2 separate regions of the Sus scrofa genome follow, and region 1 is linked to region 2. Evidence: chromatin contacts called from public HiChIP or PLAC-seq data. All regions are on one chromosome and are shown on one strand. Each heading gives the region's core, a stretch centred on a gene start, on an enhancer-like site or on the middle of the called end of the contact. The rest is flanking DNA. Distances are from core to core; before and after follow the strand shown.

Region 1 (5,090 bases), core at 1,200-3,699, 160 kb before region 2:
ATTTTAGAACTTCATGGTAAACAATAAGAGAACTTCGACTTCTGTTTCCATTTCCAACCATCAAAATTTAAAGAATCCTATTATAGACCAATTTAAGTTACAAAGAATTTTTAAGGGACTGTTTCTATTTTTATTGTACTTAGATTTTTTTTTTTTACAAATTACGATACAAAGGAAGTGGACCATAAAGTTTAAAAATCTCTGTTACATTATACACGTACTTCTTCGAACTGATGTGTTTTACTCATTGAATAAGTGAAGAAATGAATGAATGGATGAGGCATGATAGGTGGTGAATGAACATGTTCAAAGCCATCCCTATTTACTTCACTTTGAAGGCTCTGTTTCTGTAAAATGGGAGTAAAAAGCTGTAACCACAGGATTATGGAGATGAGGAGTTTCTGCTGTGGCACAGTGGGTTAAGAACCTGATTGCAAGGTTGCTGTGGAAGCAGGAGGTTGATCCCGGCATTGCCACAGCTGCGGCACAGGCTGCAGCTGTGGCTCAGATTCCATTTCCAGCCCAGGAATTTCCATATGCCATAGGTGTGGCCATAAAAAAAAAAAAAAAAAAGATTATGAAGATAAGATCATGCCTTTACAGCTAGGCAAACAGTAAATAGGCATTGACTTTTTTAAAGAATAAATAGTAGGATATAATTTATGTGAATTCTCAACTAGTTTTTTTTTAAAATAAATATTTAAAGTCTACTGTGAAATAACTGCTGAGCCTAACATTATTACTAGAAAAAAATGGAATTAGTTTGTTTCTCTTAGATTTATTAATAGAATTTAAAGCTAAATGTTTTTTCCTAACCTAAGATAATAAAATATGTCTTCCTTCATCCTGGTACCTGTGAAAAGCTGCATCCAAACTGCATGAAGAATCGAGTAGACATACTCAGCAGGCTTTGGGCCCTCTGCGCATGTACGAACAGAGATTTAGGATCTGAATGTACAGTGGACATTTACTGAGTCCCTAAGACGAGAGGTGAGCATGTATCAAGACCTGTAGAGATGGATTTGCTCACTTAATCCTTTTAAACCAATACGCCAGGAATGTATGGAAATGACTCTCCTGAATAGGTATGTTCCTTTTCTAAGCTACATGATTAAAATGTCTAGTTTCCTTTGATACAAACATCAAACATGTTGTTGCTGCTGTTTTTCCGATAAGCAAAGTAATATTTTCACTGTAGGAAATGAATAATTTGTCCTACCAAGTGCCATTAACAGTTTGGAATATTTTCTCTGCTGATTTCACAACTCTTTGTTTCTTTCTCTCTTTCTCTGCTGTTTATTTACAATACTGGAATTATGTAAATAAACATTTTGTGAACAAATGATTTTTAAAGGTTTACACTATTTCATTATATAGATAAACTATTTAATAACCTTTAGGCTAATACGAGGATGTGGGTTATTTCCAGATTTCCACCATTACACGTAATGCTGCAATAACTTCCCTTTTTTTTTTTGGTCTTTTTGCCTTTTCTAGGGCTGCTTCCCGAGGCATATGGAGGTTCCCAGGCTAGGGTTGAATTGGAGCTGCAGCCACCGGCCACAGCCACAGCCACAGCCACGCAGGATCTGAGCCGAGTATACGACCTACACCACAGCTCATGGCAACGCCAGATCCTTAATCCACTGAGCAAGGCCAGGGATCGAACTTGCAACCTCATGGTCCTAGTCGGATTTGTTAACCACTGCGCCATGATGGGAACTCCTGCAATAACTTCCTTTATACATATCTTTTATTTCCTTTTTCTTAAAAGTATTTGATCAATTTGTACATGAGCATCTATCTTTACTGCTTACAGTATTTTCATCCAGAAAGGTTGTAACCATATACACGCTCAAGCGGAAGGACACGAACGTCTGATCCACTTGACCTTTGCCAGAAATAACAGCACAATTTTTAAAACAAACCCCAAAAAAGGCATAAAACAATTTCCTAGACAAAAAATGTATCTTATTATTTTCTTAAATTTGATTTTTTTTTTTGCTTCCAATAATGGTAATTTTTTTCTTTTCTGTATACTATCTTTTTTCTTTTGTTTCTTATCCACAAACTCTCTATTCATGTACTCTGCCCATTTAAAAAGCTGAATTGTTCAAGGTATCCTTATTATCAGACAAAACCACTCTTTATATTAAAGACATTAAATCTCTTTAGGTGATAATATTTGTTACAAATACATATTTTTTTAACTGGGTAGTATTTCTCTTTTAAATGTTTGTTGTACTTTTTGTTCTAAGGAGTTTCAAATTTGCATATATTAGGCATGAATCACCCCTGCCCTGCCCTGAGCTCTTTTCTGTCCAACTCACATTCTCAAGAGAGTTTGTTCCCGTCCAGACGAGGCTGTGGGTCCTCCCTTCTGCCAGCCAAGCCCAGCTGGTCCGGGGTGGGACAGCTGACCAGAAAGAAGCAGACACTGGCTGTGCAACCAGCGTACGTCCAGTGCTCACACTCCCGGTCCTTCCAGAATCTTGAGTCACTTCTCTAGCTCAGTCTCGGGAAGGCGCAGCCCAATTAATCCTTGCCCTTGGATTAATCCCACATCCCTTTCCAGTAAACCCTCCATATACCTGTGGTCTTTTGAGTTGGTTTCGTTCCTTACACTCATGACTATCGTTCGTAAAACATGGTGAAATAAAGTAATTCTTTCCTCTGTGGTTTCTTCCACTGCTTTTATATTTCAAAATCCTTCCCAATCCCAGTATCACTTAATAAACAGTCACCTCTTTTTTTCTCCTATACTTTAAAAAACATGAAAAAAACCAAAAAACCCTCCCACATAATTCTCCAGTTCTCCGGAGTGCATTTTGGTGTGTGGTTTGCTGAATAAATCCATTTCTTCCCTTAATGATAGTAAATGTGTGTGTGTGTGTGTGTGTGTGTGTGTGTGTGTGTGTGGTTGTGTGTCTTTGTAGTTGTGTGTCTCTGTAGTATTTTAGGGCTATTTATTCTGTTCCACCGATTCTTATGTTTATAATACACTGACAGGTTTATTATATATTTTGATACTTGAGATATGAAGTTCCTTTTCATCCTCTTTTAAAAGGACAGCTACCCTGTTCCAAACCATCTTGTATTCAAAAGACATCTTTTGGGGGACTGTGGGAGGGAGAAGGGAGATGCTGGTCGAGGGGACAAACTCAGTTGTGAGATAAATACGTTCTGGGCACCGACCGCCTAGTATGTGCCTACATACTACAGTGACTACAGTTAACAACACTGTATTGTATACTCGAAATTTGCTAAGAGGGCAGATCTTAAGTGTTCTCACTACCAAAAAAAAAAAAAGAAAAGGTAACTGTGAGATGATGGGCTGTGGTATTTCACAATGTATACATATATTAGATCCCTTTGTATATCTTAAATATAGACAAATTTTGTCAAATATACCTCAACAGGGCTGAAAAAGTCTCTTTAACACAACAGAGTCCTTTTCTTTCATCATGTCACCAGCTGGACTATCTCAAGCTCTCAACAGCCAGTTATGGTTTAACCAAGTCCCATAAGGCCATCCTCACAAATCTGGAAGAGACCTGACTTCTGGAGGGCTGGGTTTACTGCCACAACCTCTGCTCCTCAGCCCTGCCAGATGAGATTCAGAAGGCAGCTAAGAGAAATTGAGCAAACATGCTGTGGGCAGCATTACAATCTGCCTCTTAAAAATGGGTGAAGAAGAAAAAAAAAGGTGAAGAAAATTGAGTGGTCTACAAAGTTAAAACAAATTAATGTATTTCCTCCCCAGAAGTTTTCAAAAGTAGACATTAACAGGCTTTACAATCTCATCTAGCACAATATGCTTTCCTTGATATTTAAATCTATTGAATAGTTAAACATCTATATTTATTTAATCTATTTAATATTTAAACATTTATACTATTTCTTTTTACACAAAAACATACAATAGTCACTAGTACCTTAAAGAAAAATATCCATTAATATCTCCAATCAATTACTATATTTTTTTTTTTTGCTTTTCTAGGGCCGCACCTGTGGCTTATGGAGGTTCCCAGGCTAGGGGTCTAATCGGAGCTGTAGCCGCCGGCCCACGCCACAGCCACAGCCCATGGAAATGCCAGAACCTCAACCCAATGAGCAAGGCCAGGGATTGAACCCACGTACTAGTTGGGTTCGTTAACCACTGAGCCACGATGGGTTCATTTTGCTTTTTAATCATCATTCTAAAAGCACTTTCTCTATATAATTAGGGTTTTTGGGGATGTATACACTTATCTAAAATTAGCACAATATGAATACATAAAAATAAATAGAATTTTGGGACTTTACTGATAAATTTTTAATTAAAAAAAGTGATGGACTAGGGGAAAAAACATCTGTCAAGAATGTCCCAGAACTGCCTAGTTGGCAATACCTTCCCTACTACACAGCCCCTGAATTTTCTTTTTTTTTTTTGGCTGTGCCCATAGAATGTGGAAATTATGGGTCCAGGGACTGAACCTGTGCCATAGCAGCAACTTGAGCCACAGTGGTGACCCAAGCCACAGCAGTGACAAGGCCAGATCCTTAACCCATTGAGTCACCAGGGAACTCCTCCACACCTGAATTTTTACACATCATAAAAGCAATAGAACAAAAAGAAAAAAGCTGACAAAGCTATTTTATATGCAGAGTGAGTGGGAAAGCAATGTTTTTACCTTAAAAGAAAATGAGAGACCAAAATATTTTAAAACACAATCACTAAAAAGGCAAAAAGTTAGTGTATATGATACTTCCCTGACTTTATATATATATATATATATATATTTTTTTTTTTTTTTTTTTTGTCTTTTTGCCTTTTTTAGGGCTGTTCCTGTGGCATATGGAGATTCCCAGGCTAGGGGTCGAATCGGAGCTGTAGCCACCGGCCTACACCACAGCCACAGCAACGCGGGATCCGAGCCGAGTCTGCAACCTACACCACAGTTCATGGCAACGCTGGATCCTTAACCCACTGAGAGAGGCCGGGGGAGGGGGGGGATCAAACCCGCAACTTCACGGTTCCTGGTTGGATTCGTTAACCACTGAGCCACAACAGGAACTCCTTTTTTTGTCTTCTTAGGGCCAAACCTGTG
Region 2 (5,115 bases), core at 1,982-4,481:
GACACGGTTTCAATGAAGCAGTTCTCCCTGCATGCAGGCCCTTCTTCTCAGTTGTCTAAGAAGTTTATGTTGATTTTTTGCAATCTGTTCTTCATGTTTTAATGAGAACCTAGTTACTCACAACTTTAACTTCTCCTAAGATCTGGGACTTCTAAAATTCTAAGGAAGGAACATAAGACGGCCCAAAAGGCACTTGTCCCTGCCTTGCAGGGCTCCATGCTGCATTGCTAAATTCACATGAAGCTGAAAACTATCATGCTTGGGGCCCTCTGCGAATGTTCTTCTGCACTCTCCTGTTCTAAGGGGAGGCACCATCACTCTTCCTCTCCAACTGGGGCATCTCATTCTCTGACAGAAGTTAGCCAGTAGAAGGCAGCCACTAGGAGTCTGCAGCAAGCCACTCAGGATGTAGCAGGCAAGGCTTGCCTGGTCCAAAATCCAGCACAGCACCAAGGCACCATCAACCTGGAAATGCCTCTCACAATGGGTCACGCCACCTTCCTCCTGGGCAGAGTTTCTGCATCACAGCAAATACTGCCAATTACTGGACAAGGTTTGATTTCAACCCTGTGATTCCTCAAGAAACTCAAACACTTCAGACAGGGGCCTATTAATTCCCAGAAATCCGACAGAGCAGGACAATAAAGTGAAGTCAGGGACCCGATGGCAAAAGGGTAACTTACTAGCCAAGAAAACAAAATCATCAGCTCGACCAGGGAAACTGAGTCAGTGCTGAGGAGGGATGCTGGAATCCCAGGGCTGTTCTAGGATGAACTTGTCACACTGGATAGAAGATCTCCCTACCAACCAAAATTTCCCATTTTTCTTGGGAAAAATGCCCAGATGCAGATAAAGTTGACAGAAGAAGCACCCTACTCCTTCACAAGCATCTGCTCATCCAAGGGCTGAGTTTGCTTGTCATTGTTGCTTTTCCTAGTAGCCTTTCAGAGCCGGTTCTCCGAACCCAGTGTGCACAACAGGAAACACAAGGGAGGTTACATTTTGATGCCACATTTCTGATCCCTGAAGTGCTAGTCCTAGTGTGGGTTTAATGCAGATGTGAATATATTCAGTTGTCCTATCACTAGCACTTCCTACTTTACAAGCAGAAAAACAAAAACAAACAGATGATCAAGCCTAAATTAATTTCCATGTCTGATCAATTGCATTTCCAAAGCAGCAACACAGAACATGTTCTATTGATCCTAAAATCCAGCTACAGAAATATGAAAAAAGGACGAGAACCTCCAAATGGAGCATCTTGGACTTAAAAACTCTTCAGAAACATCACCTTTTCCCCTCAAGAAAGTTAAAGCAGCCCAAGCCCTACCCACAATTTTTTTCTACCCAGGTATACCCCAATTCTACTAAGGGAAAGGTTATTCTCATTAGGCAGAAGGTGAGCCCAGCCCCTGGAGTAGGGAAGGGCTCATAACATCAGACTGTGTGTAATGAACATGTCACTTCCCCAAACAGCCCATACTGTTTCCTAAAAGAAAAAAAAAAAAAAAAAAAAATTAAAAGTGCTACATAGAATTCATGGTGTGTCAGCCCAGCTCCCAAAGTCTGAGTCAGAGCATATGTGTCTTTACCGAGGTTCTGTGTGACCAGGGTGTATCACTTTCAGACTTGCTCCAATAGCTGAACTTTAGGGCTTGTCTTCCAGCCACGTAGAACACAAGCGCTATCTATTTTAAAACAATTTTCCTACCCCGCATGCGATGGAAGATACCTCATACATAGGTCGTCAACTTCCTACTGGAAACCAAACACTTCGATCTCAAATTGTGCTTGTCATCCCCCAGGATTAATGAGTTGTTGTTGTGTATATATTTTTATCTCTGACCGTGCAACTCTTGGAGCAAAGAAAGCCACCTCAATTTCCACCATCGTGCCTGATCCAATTCAGAGCTTTAGAAGAGGGATGAATGGGAAATGAGAGCCTCTAAACCCAGGGGCTTCTCTCACACAAACGGTAGGAGCTGGGGGGGGGGGGGAATCCCTCGGAGGAGGTGGGGGGCAGGGTGGAAGATGGGGAAGGACATCGAGCAGAAGACCAGAGGCAGCTGCGGCGGCCGCACTCCGAGAACTGCCTGCAGAGGGGAGTGAAATCTTTCCCTTGTACAATAACGAAGCACCCTCTGGCTGCCTCGCATGGGCACGAATAATAAATACATCGAGATGGGCAAACAGCTGCACGGAAACAAGCCACCCCAAAAAGGTCAAAACTTCAAAAATCCCAGGGATCACAGCACCCACACAAACACATCAATCTGTCGGAGCGGGAGAAGAGACTTGGAGATTTAGCAAAGGATTCTAAATTTTGTGTTTTCTTCCAAGCTCTGGCTTGCAAAGTACGGCGGCTACAGGCAAAGCTCGAGAGGAGCAGGAAAGGCTGAGGGCGGCGGGGGTGCGGGTGGCAAGGGAGGGGTGTCGAACCCCAGCCACCCAGGCCTCAATGTGACCAAAGTCGTCAGCAGCCCCAACCGCATCCCAGTCCCTCCGCCCCGGCCAGCAGACGCCCCCTCCAGCTCCCCGCACCCCAGCTTCCGTCCCCTGCAGCCCCGCCGGCCCCGCAGCGGCGGCGGTAGCCCCAGCAGCCCCAGCAGCCCCGGCCCCAGCCGCCCCAGCCGCCCCAGCCCGGGCCGCGGGCCGGCAGCGCCAAGACCGCGGCTCGCATCCCCGCCGCGCGGCAGGCACCCCGCAGGCCTCCCTCCCAGCCCACCCGGGCGCGCCGGGGAGCGGAGCCCGGGCGGGCTGCGCCGCCAACTCCCGCCGCCCCGGGCTGGCGGGGGCTCACGCTTACCTTGGGCGCTCGCGGGGGGGCTGAAGGTGGCAAGCCTCCCGCCCCCCGCCCGGGTGCTCCTCGCCTGTTTTCTTCCTCCCTCCTCCTCCTCTTCCTCCTCCTCCCCACAGTCAGACGGGGTCTCCCCCTCCTCCCAGCTGCCGGGAGTAAGAGCCTAAGCCCCCGAAGCCCGGCCCGCGTGCGTGCGTGCGTGCGGGAGGCGGCGGCGCGCGGCCAGCTCGCCAGTAACTGAGCGCGGCGCGCGGCTCCCAACTCAAGTGTGAAAGAAGCGGCGGCCGCAGCGGCCGCGGCACGGAACGTCCCCCCGGGAGTGGGCAGGGAGCGAGCTGGAGCCGGCGGGCTGCGAGCAGGGGAGGGGACCGGGACGGAGGGAGGGAGGGAGGGAGGGAGGGAAGGAGGGGACCTCCTCGCCCAGTCACTCACTCGAGGGGCGGGAGCAGCCGGCCACGCCCCCACCGCTGGCCCCTCCCCGCGCCCGGCTCCCGCGCGGGTCCAGCTCCCCGCCTCGCCCCCGGGAGGGGCCTGCCCTGCCGAGGCCGTGAGGGCGCCCCGCACCCTGGAGCAAGAGACTGGGCGAGGGGGGTGCCAGGGCTGCAGAAAAGGAAAGAGGACGAGCACGGGCGTGTGTGTCTGTCTCCGTTTGTGTGTATGTGTGTGTGTGTGCGCGCGCGCGCGCGCATCCAGCACCGGCCGGCCAGCGGGAAGGGAGACCCCGGCGGGAAAGCTGCGTCCTGAGTCTGGCACCCGGGCAGTGGCGTGGGAGCCGCGGGGCCGCTCGGAGGCCCGGACGGCCCAGTTCTGCGAGAAACCCCAGCCAGCCCTTGGGCCCAGCCGCGGGGCTGCGCCTGCTGGAAGCCGAAGAAGGGAAGGCCGGGCATCCTCGGCTCGCCGCGCGGCCCCTCCCCTTGCTGGACCGGCGGGCGCTCCCAGGCGGCCCCGGCCCCGACACCAAACCGCCTTCCTCCTGCCCTGGAGCCGCAGCGCCTGCAACGTGAATGGAGCGTTGGCTCCTGGGCAGAAGCGGCACTGGGGAGGGTAAGGAGCCAGCCGCGACCCCTCCCGAGACTTAGCGCCCTACAGCCCCTTTGGCCCCTCCCGGCCTCTTGGGACTAAAGGGCGGAGGCCGAGCCTGCGTGGCGTGTGAGATGATTGGGGATTCAGAAAGATCGCCGCCCACACTTCACCTGCTTGGTGTTTTGTGTATGTGGACACTCACAAGAGGTCAACCAATGTCTCACCCTTTGGGAGAAGGGATTTTTCTCCCTTTTCTGGTCCTATCGGGTGTGTTTCGTGTGCTCACCGAATTGATCTTTCAACATTGATAGCGATTGGATGCCTTTTGTGTGGCTTCCTCGCGCTTGGCTGCTCCTGTATTGCCCCAGACACGTGAGGAATGCCAGGCCTCCCGAGTGAGGACACCCAAGAAAACAATAGGGGCAAAAGATCCTCCCAAACCGAATTACTTCTCACTTTGGGCCCAGATATGTTGGAAAATGGGGAAGGACACATCAGAGCTGTGACAGTGATGACACACTTAATTGAAAAGCAAATTAATAATTTAGTTTAATGAAATGAGTTAATAACCCATCTACAATGGCTAGGAAGTCAGCCTTCTTGAGAGAAAAAAAAAAAAAAAAAAGGTTTTCCAGCGCTCTCACTTTTTTTGATTTGAAAGGCTGGTATTACACTGTTTTTGAAACTCACCTGTATTGCATTTTTTAAATTATCCATGTTCTAGTTGATTTTTCTCTGTGGATCCAGAACTCTTTGTAGTCTAGCCCCTTGAAGAGGGATGGTTAAAAAGGGATGGTAGGCTAATTAGGATTCCAGGCAGGCACTGCCAGCCACCATGTCTGTTACCTTAGGCGACTTGTTTCATTTCTTTCAGCCTTCCTCCCTTCCCTCATCTGTAAAATGGGATTGATGACACCAGTCTATCTCATAGACTTGTGAAAATAAAATGAGGTGGCAATGCATATAAAACACTTGGCATACTGCCCGACATGTAGCAAGAACTCAATAAATATGAGTTGTTATTTTAGATAAATAGTCTAATCTCAGATTTGGTAGACTTTTTTTTCTCTTTGCATCCCTTCTTCAAGTTGGGAGTGAAAATCCATCTGCAGCCTTTCTCCAAATGTAGTCAACCCTTCTCTGGAGTTTTTAGACCATGTCTGAAAATTTCTCCTATGATAAACTGAAAGAAGTATGCAACTAAGGTGTGTGTTTATTTACATAGAATTCTATATAAAAAGGTCCTTGAGGCTAATAAGATTTTGTCTTTCCCGACTTCTTCCCTCATCCCCATA

Evidence for each region. HiChIP or PLAC-seq counts read pairs in DNA pulled down with a chosen protein or histone mark.
Region 1: a contact with region 2 is called in an H3K27ac HiChIP or PLAC-seq map of skeletal muscle. The contact joins the enhancer-like site here to the promoter of C9H1orf21 in region 2. A contact is called at or near these places in 1 of 5 promoter capture datasets (liver), 6 of 47 Hi-C or Micro-C datasets (alveolar macrophages, embryonic fibroblasts, fetal skeletal muscle and 2 more) and 1 of 2 datasets of contacts at active chromatin or transcription factors (skeletal muscle).

The regions. Positions count from the first base shown.
Region 1 is chr9:125,775,435-125,780,524 of Sscrofa11.1, reverse strand. All of the region lies in intron 3 of C9H1orf21, which reads right to left. Among named protein-coding and RNA genes, the nearest start is that of C9H1orf21, 160 kb to the right of the region's middle. Within about 2 kb of position 2,449, at least 11 of the 83 cell types and tissues checked have an H3K27ac peak or open chromatin away from gene starts, as enhancers often do. A contact at or near this core is called in skeletal muscle, where this site is marked.
Region 2 is chr9:125,611,198-125,616,312 of Sscrofa11.1, reverse strand. C9H1orf21 reads right to left here and starts at 3,231. Exons shown (of 6, transcript XM_003482739.3): 1 at 2,807-3,231.